Regions from separate parts of the Gossypium hirsutum genome. Here region 1 is linked to region 2. A link is a contact called in public Hi-C data. All regions are on one chromosome and are shown on one strand. The core of a region is the stretch at or near the end of the contact, and the rest is flanking DNA. Distances in the headings are between cores, read along the strand shown. Region 1 holds the start of LOC121215915 (two-component response regulator ARR5). Region 2 holds the start of LOC107899617.

Evidence for each region. Hi-C and Micro-C count contacts between places; a contact is called where the count stands out from the background.
Region 1: a Hi-C map of leaf shows a contact between it and region 2, with 1.6 times the contacts expected there. The contact joins the promoter of LOC121215915 here to the promoter of LOC107899617 in region 2. A contact is called at or near these places in 2 of 34 Hi-C or Micro-C datasets (both in leaf).

Annotation. Positions count from the first base shown.
Region 1 is chrD04:50,589,039-50,595,404 of Gossypium_hirsutum_v2.1, reverse strand. It overlaps LOC121215915 (two-component response regulator ARR5), which reads right to left and starts at 4,512. Exons shown (of 5, transcript XM_041090786.1): 1 at 4,433-4,512; 2 at 3,610-4,355; 3 at 3,424-3,509; 4 at 3,178-3,326; 5 at 2,548-3,082. The coding sequence starts at 3,772. The coding sequence ends at 2,770. It overlaps LOC107899006 (tetratricopeptide repeat protein 5), which reads left to right. Exons shown (of 13, transcript XM_041091433.1): 12 at 72-143; 13 at 307-581. The coding sequence ends at 423.
Region 2 is chrD04:50,353,596-50,360,322 of Gossypium_hirsutum_v2.1, reverse strand. It overlaps LOC107899617, which reads right to left and starts at 4,126. Exons shown (of 4, transcript XM_016825383.2): 1 at 3,404-4,126; 2 at 2,781-3,015; 3 at 2,606-2,669; 4 at 1,630-2,249. The coding sequence starts at 2,968. The coding sequence ends at 1,998.

The DNA of each region.
Region 1 (6,366 bases), core at 3,263-5,762, 230 kb before region 2:
TTTGAAATATGGTTCTAATTATCAGTCATTCAGAGCTGTATATATGAATCAATTAAACCTTCTGGTCACAGATTAAAGAAGGAGATCAACTAACATTGTTGGAACCCCATTTCCGTAACATTGACTTTTCTTGGAAAGGAAAGGTATTTTCTCCTAGATTTTACTCTTTTTTTGGTGGGGAGGAGGAGCTCAAAGTATGAACATGCTGCATTGATGACCTGTTCATGAAATCTGTGTTGTTATGGTTCTCATTAAAACTATATATAATTTGCAATCTGAGTAATTTGATGAGTGAAATGATTGCAGTGTTACCAATTCAAGTCAATTCGCGTGGATTTCTTGGAGCAAGTGCTTGTGAATGGCAAAGCTCTTCCCCCACATCAGGCCATTCGCACATCTATTTATGCTCAACATAAACCATAAATGTTGTGTGGAGTTTTAACGATTTATGTGTGCCTATTGTTTACAGTCATTCTTTTTTTAACTTTTTCCTACATTTTTCTCATTTGTCCTACCTTAATACTTTTGTGTAAATAGATCAGCTGATAAACAAGGAAATGAGAGAGATTTATTGTCTGTCATATGGTTTCGATTATGATTGTCACGTTCGTTCATAATTTTCAATGCCTTTTTCTCTTGGCACAAAAATGTCATTTCAGCTGCACAACTATTCCGTCAAATGATGTACATTAATGTTGCAGTATATATACTTTTAATAGTTTCTTTGTGTGGTATGTATTATAATTATAATCAAGAAATTACATATTCGTGCATTCATTATAGAAATTGGCATATTTGTGCATTTTTTTAAAATGTGTGTCGTTTTTTAAATTGATGGAGAATTAGCATTATCCAAAAGATTTCCAAAGAAATCAAGATTTAATTTTTTGATGCTTTATGTTAAATTGAAATTTAATGTTAAAACTCAAGGACGAAAATTTCGATACAATATTGGTAAGTAAGATTGAACTACTAACGGATGAGGGAATATCTCTTAAAAAAAATCTGAAAGGGAAAAACAATAAAAGAAAAGAAAAAGGGCAAGGAATAAAAAGTTGAGAGGTATAGCCAGCTGGCAAGTAAAAGGGAAAGAAGACAAGACAAGGCAAGGCCAGCGGGCTGGCAGGCTGGAGCAGTTGTCTTGTTTTGGGCCCTTTATGAAAATCTGTAAACTCAACATTCCGACCCTCCCCGCCCCTCAGACATTGATTTGTTCGGTCATGCTCTGCCTCTCCTCTCTTAGGATTTTACATCTTTTCTTTCTTTCTTTCTTCCTTCCTTGTTTCTTTTTGTCCTTGTAATACCTCAACATAGTTTAACTACAACAACAACAACTAAATCATAATTTAAATGAGGTTTAATGGTATAAAGTCAAATCCCTATACCCTCCCATTATCAAGAAAATAAAAAAAAAATCATGGAGGAAGATGTCAATTCTTATACTCTTTATGACTAATCTAATTTTAATTTAGTTTAAAGCCTTGCAAAAGGTGGAAAACAAAAGTTGGGTATTAAAAGATAATAATAATAATAATAATAATAATAAAAAACTGGAGAGAGGGGCAGGGGCAAGGGCAGTGGAATTTGGGTGATGGGTAAAGGTGTTGGAGGAGTATATGAACAATCAAAGTCTGACAGCCAAAATGTAGGGTCCAAAGATCTATCCAGTATCAGCAGCTATGCCCCAATAGTGATAGTGGTAGGGAAGTGAGTCTCCCCCCTTGGCCTTGGATAGCCATCCCCATTTCTATTCGCTTGAAAAAGCTCTCTGCATTTTCCTCTCAAAATAAATACATAATCTTAGAGAGGTAGTTCCCACCTAGTCCCCTCTTCAGGGAACATCTCCTTCCCCTTTTCCAACACCTCCCCCCCCCCCTATTATTATTACTCCCCTCCTAATATTCCCTCTCCTATCATTTCTTCTCATTTTTATTTTTATTTTCTTCATTTTAGGTCTCAAGAGATTTGGGGTTTCTTTTTTCATATTATATCAAATACCCAAAAAAATAAATAATGAATTAGATTAAATGTAATACTATTTAGCAAAATAGGTAAAAGATTACCTACAGGATGAGGGACGTTTTATGTAGAAAGGCATTACAGAAGTGATATTTTAACATAAATTTGATTCATACGGCGCTTTTGGCACAAATGTGATGCATTGAACTTTCTCAAACTATAAATGGGATAATACGACAATGGCCCTTAAAGGTTTATCAAATTTGTCAATGTAGTCTTTTCACTTTAAAATTATATTTAAAATATTAAAATATATTAGTTACCTTAAAATTAAAATTATAAAAAAAAAGGTCAACTTGACGTCAACCCAGACTTGTAAATCTTTTGCCACTAATGTTTCACACTTGTCAGTTGATTCTTCTTTTTTACCTACCATATTTCATCTAATGAAAAATAAGAAATCCCCCAAGAGATTTAGATCATAAAATAGATAACAAATATTAAATAAATTAATCAGATTCATCCATTCCAAAATCCCAACCCAACAGAAATTGGCCTCAAATCTATGTAAAAAAAGAAGAACAAATATAATTTAATCTGAGTTAGTAATTGGAATCCCATTTTGTTACATTATATAAATATAATTAACAGAAAGTACAAAAACTTAGAAAGAAGAGAAAGCGAGCTTTGATTGATTTGCAAAGCGCAACAAAAACCGTCAAAAATTATTAACGGGAGAATTGCAGGGAGGGGTTTGGTCTAGTTTTCTAAAAGTTGAAATCTTTTTTATTAGTAGTAAAATATGCTGCTCTATTCAGAGCTTGTCATTTTCAGTCGTCTGGTGGGAGAATCCAGTGTTGAAGGAGACGATGGTGCTGTTGCTGATTGAATCGAGGATGATGGTGATGATGATGTTGATGATGATAAAGTGGACGGTGGGGATGATGACAGATCGTCATCTCCTTCTCTTTGCTTTCTTTTGTTGATTCCTCTTCTTTTTGCTCTTGCTCCTTCTCTTTGTTCTCCCTCTCTTAACTCTGTGGTCGTGTAATCTATTATGCGTTTTACATCTGACAATTTCACTGGTTTCACTATAAAATCCTCTGCTCCTTCCTCTAAGCATCTGTTTATCAACAATTTCAAGATCCATTATTATTTTTTTGAACCCAACTTTTTTCAATGATTCAAGGCCATAAAAGTTGCTTAAAAAAACAATACCTGTCGATTCGAGCTATAACGTTCTCAGATGACATGATTACAACTGGGATTTCTCTAAAAGCTGAAGATTCCTTCACTTTTTTGAGCAATTCGTAGCCGGTCATTCCAGGCATACAATAATCGGTGATAATCAGATCAACCTTCAGACCCTGAAAATCACAATAAAAAAAAGGCTAACGAATGAGCTCAGAAAAATCAATATCCGGGAAATTTTGTGATGAAATTGCAATTATTATTAGTACTCACATCAAAACCATTCGTTTCTTTCTTTTGAATCTCCTCATCTAATCCCAGGTATTGCAAAGCTCTCCTCCCGCTATCCACTGCCGTCACTGCACAAATCCAAAACCAAACCCCCATTCAATTCAAATCCAAACTAATTAATTAAAAAAAAAGAGTTGAAGAAAAAGAAGGGAATCTGGATGAACAAACCTTTACAAGAGGAAATTCTGAGCAAGCGTTCAATGACTTTCCGATCAACGAGGCTATCATCAACGGCAAGAACATGAACTTCTTCAGTATCAGAAGTAGAAAGATCGTAGCCGTCTATCTTCTCCGTCGTCCTCATCCAAGCAACGCCACCGTTCCGGGCCATCTCAGAGACAACAGAATGAAAGAGGGAGATTTCTGTAATGCAAAAAAGGAAAAAGGGAGAGAAGGAAGAGGTGGGCTGTAATAAAACAAGGTTTCCACCCCTGGTTCAATGGTCTGGCATTTTATACGGTGTAATGTTTTTTAAAAGAAAAATGGATATTAAAATATAAAATTTCTCTCTCAAATCAAATCTTTCTCACACTAAGAAATCCCCGCAATCTAATATTTTAATGCAAAAGGAGAGAGGGTTAATAGTCGCTGGGATTCGAAAATCCACTTCGATGCCCTGCCCCCTGGCCCCTGTCCCTTTTCACTTCCCTCTTTCCATTATTTCGTTTAAATATCGTGGTGACAGATAAGATAAATTGGTCAAAAAAAATTATTATTGAGGGACGTGCCAGTGAATGGTCGGAATCGAGCAGGGAAACTGACCGGAGGTCAATGGAGGAAGGCGCCGTCAAATCCGACACATCTCCCGAACCGGCGGCATAAATAACAACAGCTTAAAAATATGTTTCTTTTCTCCCTCTTCAACCGGCTTTGAAAAGACGGATGGAATTGGACAAACAGCATCTTTACTATTTCTAGGAAGGGTGAACACAGATTTTTATTAACAAAAACAAAAACAAAAACATCCTATATTTTCAAAATTAATAATTACCTTTTCTTTTTAATAATTTAAATAAAAATTCTAACTTCCTCGTTGCTTGTTTTTCGCAGGTACCACCCCACCTAGTGTTCTCCCTTTTTTGGTCTATAAATTCTTGTGTATTTATTTAAATACACGTGCTACTGTCCATGATTTACTGTGATTCTCTTAATTCACCATTAATCAACTTTGGTTTATGCCTTCATCACCTCTTCTTCTACCATTCAAGCTTTATGTCTTCTTCTACCCTTTAATTATTAAAAATAATAAATATTATTTTAAACCGCTTATTTAATGCCTGTATACCTTGTATAAATATATGATTTACCCACAACATGCTATAGAGCTGGTATATATTAACTTCTCTAAAAAATTCAGTGACATGGGTGAATATACCCAAATTGAGTAAAGAAGTAAGAATGAAAAGAGGGAATTAGTTAGGGAATAGAAATTAGGAATTGAAAAGAAGAATGAGAGGATAAGGACATGAAATAGAGGTGATCAAAGGGATTTAGGGAATATTAAAAACGCAGAAATGGAGTTGAAAAGGTAGCCAAAACGACAAGAGAGAGAGAAGGGAGAGATTTGGGGGAGTCGAAAACAAATCTGGGGGTGGGGGGGGGGGGACCAACAAAGCTTTTTCTAATCTTTTGGACTGTTCTTTTAAGTTTTGAAAACTGCATATCAAATCTTGGAGATCGCCTTAACCTTGCCTTGAAATCAACAATCATCGGATCCGATCCGATCCGATCCTTAACTCTTACCCCGCCTTTCCTTTTCCTCCCCATTTTTTCTTCTCACGATTTGCCTTTTCTACTTTACTTTTTATTCATTCAAGTTTTATTTTCTTTTCACAATTATTTAAGCTTCCATTCAACCTCTTTTTTAAGGTTTATTAATATATTAAAAAATCTTAAATTATTATCTTTTGTTTAAAACAAGTCAATCTACTTTTTTTAAATTAAATAAACTCATATTATTTATTAGTTCACCAAGCTTCATTAATAGAAAATGATATAAATTTCGAGTTAAATATTGATTAGGAAAATCTGGAGTTAAATTTATTTATAAATATTGAAAAGAAGTTATAATATCTAAAAGAAATTATTACAAAGAAAAACTTTTTCCATTCTTCTCTACTTTGATTCAAGGATCGTCTAGACTTTGATCTAAGATTGATGCGAGTTGCTTCAAGGGTCATCAAGACTTGACTCGTAAACTAGGTCTGGCGAGATACTTGGTTGAAAATTAGACTTCATGGAATTCAAGGGCTTTTGAGACTTGATGTTGAATCAATTATGTTCACTTCAAAGTTTGTTGAGACTTGATTTAAAAAACAATTTTGGACAGAATTTGGATTAAGAGTCTTTGAAACTTGATCTTGGATGGTTCAATCTGCTTTAAGGGTCATCGAGACTTTATCTTAAAAATAAGTTTTTATCTCCTTTATGTTGATGCAAAGAGGCTAACAAGAGCTTTGATCCAAGAGTATTCTAGACTTGATCTTTGATGGAAGGATGGCTTCGCTTCTAAGCTTGATCTTGAAGAAAAAACGGGGGGGGGGGTAGCCTTCTTTCTGTCGATCAAACAAGATAAAAAAACAACTTTCTTTAGAATGGTTGTGTTGTTATTCAAATTCTTTAGAGATTTCTTAGGATTTTGGAGAAAATTTCTAGTTATCAACATATTCTTTTCAAACTTTGATATTTAAACTCAAAGACTTCTGAATTTGTGACGCTATGTAGAATTATTTGGAGGTGGCCCTCTTTTATAGTACAGTCAGTCAAGTAAAAGAGGTTTCTTATAGAATAGAAAATCTTTATATGAGTGATCCATAAAGACTAAACTCTTTTATTTTTATTTATCTCTTATTAATTTAATTAATTAGAAATAAAATAATCATTTAAAATAATAACTTAATTATTTTAATTTAATTAATGATAATT
Region 2 (6,727 bases), core at 2,877-5,376:
GAGTACGTACCAATAACATAACCACGCTGTAATAATTTGTAGGTTTGGCAATTAAATCTAAATATTCGATATAGAAATATTTTTCTAATGTAATATTTATAATTTTTTGGTCTAATATGATATTTGTATTAAATAAAAGTTAGAGATTTTGATATTTAAAGACAACAATGTTAACTTTTTAATGTTTAATTCGAATTTTAAGATTATTTTAATAAAAAATAATTGTTAATATGATTAGATTTGAATTTTTCATGATTTTGTTTAGTAAAACTAATTTAGTGATTGTGAATTTGTTTAGTTCGATGTTTAATTTGTTAAACACAAATCGATATATGTGATCTGATTTAGGCTTTAGAGTTTAATTAGCAAATTATGAATTTTTAACAAATTAACTTTAAAACTCAAATTAAATACTGAAAAGTTAACACATTTACCTTCAAATACCAAAATGTATAACTTTTGTTAAATGCACATACCACATTAAAAAAAATCAGACTCACATTAAACTGGATTAATTATAATGGTAACGAGTGAGAGGTATATTATTTGTAATTGATGGTTAGGAAAATGGAACACACTTCCACTTGCTTGTGATTGAATTGAATAAGGGGACCTTGAGCTAACATTAACTTCATTAGTGGACCATATATAAATATATAGCTGAAAAGGTAAATGGGATGAGTAATTTTGGATCAACAACCTTTTAAATTAAAATTTGATACTAATTGCCGAGTTTCAAAGATTCGAAATTAGTCAAACTATACTGCTATTTTAGAACACAGCCTACTGTTCACCACTCCAACCCTGCACAACATCTCTTTTCTTTTTTACTTTTAATTCAAATTAAATAATAAAATAATTTATTTTCAAATATTTTATAATATACAAACAGATGGTCAAAACAAACTAAACCAAATACTTGAACAACCCAACAAGATTTTAAGAGGAAAATAAACAAAAACACAATGCTTTCAAGTTATAAAGCTATCACCCTCTGGCAATGCAAAATGCCAGACCTCTGGTGATAATTCGGCGGATTAAATCAGATTTATTACATTGGTGTTTCAAAAATAATATTATTAAGAAGAAAATTTATGAAACTTTAAATATGGACCCAACATAAACAATAAAAAAATAAAAAAGTAGTTTCAAGCGTGAATGGTATTAAATTAAAAAAGAGAACAGATGTTTTTGAGTTTTGAGTTTGGATTCATTTTCACGTTTACTTATAAAATCAAAGTTGTTGAAGTCAATAATAATCAAACCAAATTCCGTAATCGATTGCTGAAACAGAGCGAGAAGTAACAGCGAGAGCCCCACTGCAATTATATGCTATGAAAGAGACAGGAGCAGCATCATGTGCCATATATGATGGTCGTTTGGTATAAAGGCAAAAAGCAGATCAGATGAGTGGAGTGTCGAGGAATTGATTATAGCTTTTGTAATAATAACACCTTTGACATTTCCTATCCCCCCTTGAGTTTGAATGCTAAACACACAATATACTGAGATTCCATCTTTTTTCACGTTGACAAAGGCATCAAGTGGTTTGGTCCCCAATTCCAAAGTATACTGACAACAACCAATTTCAGTACGCATCAGGATTTCCAGCCACACTGGCGTGATTCATAAGCAAACAGCAGTTGTATTTATATACACTGTTCCAGTGTTTTACTTAAATCACTCCACTAAATACACAACAAATTCCCTTCTTGACTTGAGACTCTTTACAAAACCCAGAAACAAAGAAAAAACACCCAAGCCATTATCTAAACATTAACCTACGCTCCTCTCCTCTCCTCTCTCCTTATTTCTATTCAACTTACTCTCCTATACTTACAAGACACCAAGTTCTTTTTTCATTACATACAAACAACCCTTTATCCATATATTTACACTAACAAAGGGTTCTTTGCTTTTTTCTCTTCAGTCGCTTACAATTTCAAAATTCCCTTCTCTGTTTTATCTATGTACTCTTTTGTTGATTGAAATGGGTTCTAAGCCAGTGCAAAACAATCAAACCCCTCCACTCTCACTGCTGGTTTGTTACCAAAATTGGCCCGAATACACCCTCCTTTCCTTGAAGATGATGACGGAGACGAAGGAGGAGGCGGATTTGGAGACGGCGGGTTGACCATCTTCTCATCCCCAAATCGAGCATCCTGTATTAATGGGTTAGCTACTCTACTCGGCGGCGACCCACAAAAAAATGGGGGCGACGACGCTACTTGTTCTGCTCTACAACCACCCTGCCAAATTCCAAATTCAATGATCAGATAAATTTTTTTTATGAGAAACCGTATACAACAGATTAACGGATCTTCTCGTAGATCAACACTTTGGATAACCAGAACTATGTTCTTCTAGAAACTCTTTAGTTGGCTCACTAAACTAACGGTTAAAATTTTAAATTGCCCCCCCCCCTCCCCTGAAAAAGACATTTCTGGCATCGAGACTCCGCCATTGCTCCAAAGCTAAGATTTTTTTATTATTTTATAATTTATGATAATTTATTGTTCCTTAGAATAAGACAACTAGAAATAAACACCTAAATACGTGTAGATTATTTTTAAAAATAAATGAGGAGAAAGAAGCATGGGCATACCTTTGTAAGAATCATATCCAAAATATCACTCCCTGCTTTCGAATCACAAAGCTCAGTTTGATGGCTGAAAAACATTAAAAATATTTGTTAGTACTCTATCTCTGCTGTAATTTGTTTATTTATTTATTTTTGAGAGAGAGAAGGTTAAAAGTTGAAGGGAATAAGGGAAAATTACCTAAGTTGCCATCTGAGGGACCGAACTGGCAGGTCGTTGAAAGAGGCGTTTAAGAGACCCAAACGACGTGGTTTTGGGCAGACCATAGTCTCTCTCCGATCCGTAACCATAACTGAAACCGAAATAGAGCTCTGCAACTCCTCACAGCTGCTTCCAATAGCGTTCTGTTGGATGGCACGCTGCTTCATCTTTTTCCTTTTGACGTTTTTTTTTATATTATTAACAATTAGTATCCCTATTTAACATAAAACAGAAACTTAATTAAACAGAAACCAAAATTCAACCGAAGCCTTCTTCCGGTGTATTTCTAACATTAAATTCCTACAATTATGATAAAATCAGTTCTAGATCCGTAGATCTACAGGAGCAAAAAAATTAAATATTAAAATAAATAGATCTAATTGCAATTCGGAGCCGGAAAAAAAACAAACGGAGCTTAGAGATGTTAATTATAAAGAAAAAAAATCAGCTTAAATTCCCAAAATTAGGTTTCGTAAGGAAATGATTCAGATCGAGGAAGAAATAAAGGAAATCTTGAGAAGACCTTGTTTGAAACGATGAAAAATTGAGGGGGGAAAGAAAGAAGGCAGAGGCGAAGAGCTGATGGAGAGAAAGTATAATACCTTTGTTTCTAACTGTACAGCTGCGTTGAGAAACTGTTGGAGTAGGTAGTAAAATATAAACAGAGAAAGAAAATGAAGTAAAGTTAGGCGAGAGAAGAAAGAAGGATAGCGGAGGAAAGGTCCGGTGTGCTTTATAGATGAGAAGGAGAAAGAGAAATTAGGAAGGGAAAAAAGAAAAGAGGGAAGAGACGAGAGAATCACGAAAATTGGAATTAAAATAAAGTAAATTAAGTTAAATTAAATAAGAAAAGTCGTAGGGGAACGTGGCAACAACAGAGCTAAGAATTGAAAAAAAAAATGTATTGAAAGAAAAAGAAGTAGGGTGTACTTCAATAGTAAAAGGGTTCTGAAAAGAAAAGGAGAGAAACAGTTCATTTTCATTTTGAAATTTTGGTGAGGAACTGATTTTTGCTTTATTTTTAAATTAAAGTTTAATTATTGATATTTTTTTTATACAAAACTCATAATTCTTCTCCAACAATTTAATAATGTGTTTTGCCGCGCTTAAACATATATACCTATTTAAACCCAAATAAACTTAAAAAAATGCACACTAAAACTTAAAAACCTTTTTTATCTATAGAAGACAGGAGAAAACATGGCAACAATCTCGTTACTCTCTTTAGTCCAACTCGCATTTATTATATCTAAAAGTTTAAAAAGAAAAGAAAATTTGTGCATAATAAAAATCAGAAAAAGCGGTGCCTCCCGCGAGAAATAACATCGGCAAGTGTAACAATAGGCATTAAAAAAACTACATAAAAATCTTTAGAAATATCAGCGGACCACTGACCTATCAGTATATTTCCCCAACCGACTTGCGTCGCGTCGTGGGATTGTAGATCCAAACCCTACTTGCTATGTGAATTCGACACGTGTCCCTTGTTCTTTATTTCAAAATTTCTGATGTTTTGGAACGTGGTCGGCATGACTGATGAGCCTGCTCCCTCTTTTTCTTATACTTTTTAAGTTTTATTTTTGGGTAAAATCAAAATGACTGAACCGCCATGTTTGGACTTTATTATTGCCGTTTCGTTTTTTGCGTTTTGTTTAAATAAATTATTTCTTCATTTTTAAAAATACTTGGGTAAAACTTTTAATTTTAATTCATAGATATAATAAAAATTACAAATAATATATGTAGAACAAATAGAATGAGCATAGTATATTTAAACATAAATTAAAATAAATTTAAGCATGAAATACATTTAAATCTAACATAATTTTAAAAAAGACAACATAAAATAATTGTCTTTTCCTTTACATTTACCAATGTTAAAACCCAAACATAAAGATTTTATTAGTAATTTGTTCATAAATATAAAACTTTACGTGGATATATTGAATTTTAATTCTGTTAGTATCGGTATTGTTATCAATATAAGAGGACGTGGGTTCGAATGGCTGAAGCACATCATCTTCTTATTTAATTATTGAAGAAAAATTATGGATAATTCTTAATATTGTATTAAAAAAATAAATACTAAAAATCATAATACTACACTCATATAAAAAAAATATTAAACCATGCGAATCCATGTCAATATGTCCCATGAATAAAAGAGACATTATTGAAGATTATACCGAAAAAGAAAGGGCTCAGAATCATGTAATCCAGGTTAAAACTCGTCAAGTTACAGCTTTCTTCCTAACAAATTGGAGAATTTTATTTATCATAAAAGCAACATAAACCATCACTGCTTCTACAAGAAGGACATAATGAGACATCGTTGGTATCCCAAAATTAAAGTTTCAAAATATCTTTAATATCGTTACAACATAAAATATAAGAGGGGCAAAATTTACATTGTGAAAGTGCATAAAGCCTTGATGAAGGATCTTTATAGATAGATAAAGGCTAAGCATGGGCATTAACTTACTCTTTTATTAAGTATTTTGATAAAGTCATGAATGTCAACTTAAGATATTGTTGGAGCCAATTCAGATGAGATTAAATTAAGTGTTAGTTAGAATATAATAAATTGATGGATGTTCTCTCTTCCCAAAACTAAGATGTTGTGGTGAGGCTATGTATTATTAGGTTAATATACTGGTTAACTATTTTGGCAAGAGGCTGTGTGGCTCACTGTGCCCATGTGAAACAAAACTTGCACCTAAAAATTAACATCCACAGACAGACTGTATGTGACACACGACCATGTAACAACTCGTGTCCTAGACCATGTGCAGCCTAAAAATTTCATAAGCAAGCCAAATTTTCAACCCTTTCTTAGGTACCAAGTCAAATCAATATCAACCATTTTCATGCCTTCAAAACACATTCAAAACATGCTTGAAACATACCAAAACATCCAACCTAAGTGCCTAACCAATGTGCCTTCATTGGCACCACATTTCATACACCAAACTAATTCACATTCAAGTATCTCAAGTCCTTGCCTTATACACATGCCAAACATAACAATTCATCCACTCCATTCACATTCAATTTTACCACATTTCAAACACTTCCAAGAATCTTATACTAAACAACTAAAGACATACATGTATATATGGACATATACAAGCCCAAATCCAAAGATATATACACAAATATGCTTAAACCAAGTTTAAATAACATCATTATAGCAAAAGAACTTAAATGCTCCTAGAACATGCCACTTATAACCTAAATCAAAATAATCACAAATTATATTGAATCCATGATTGTATAAGAATTGAGAAAGGTTTTATTTGGTGATTATGAACTGAATTGACTATGATTGTATGATTTATGTTTATTTTGAATGTTAATTGCTCGTATTTGCTCTGGCAACAACTGTAGCGTTCCATAAATCGGACCCGACGATTGGGTTGAGTGAGGGGTGTTACAACAAAGGTGAACGACCCATGACGACTTTTACTTTTCATCAACCATGTAATGCCAATGAGAGGATATCATTTACCCATATCTCGAGCTATGAATTCAACTGTTGTGAATGATGTTACATGCTGCAGAAGTCATATACCCAAAGCACCAGCTTTCGGTCCGTTATCTATTTGAACTCAGACTTTTACTTACATCAAAGTATACGAGCCATGCATACATAGTCTATTATCCACTCGGGATTAAGGATTCCAAACTATGAACGTTACAAGTGAATAAATCCATAAACGGATTCATGATCTATTCTTTTTGGGTCTAGTCGGATGTACAGTCAATTTAGCCAGTCACATCTATGTCTCTATCTTCTGGGAGTCATCCGCTCCAATGCCTAAGACAAAACATTTCCCCAATTGGACTTGATAAATGACATATTAGTCTTTCAATTGGTTTGCTCATTTCTGATTAGACTAAGTACATGTTTAGGTTCATATATAATA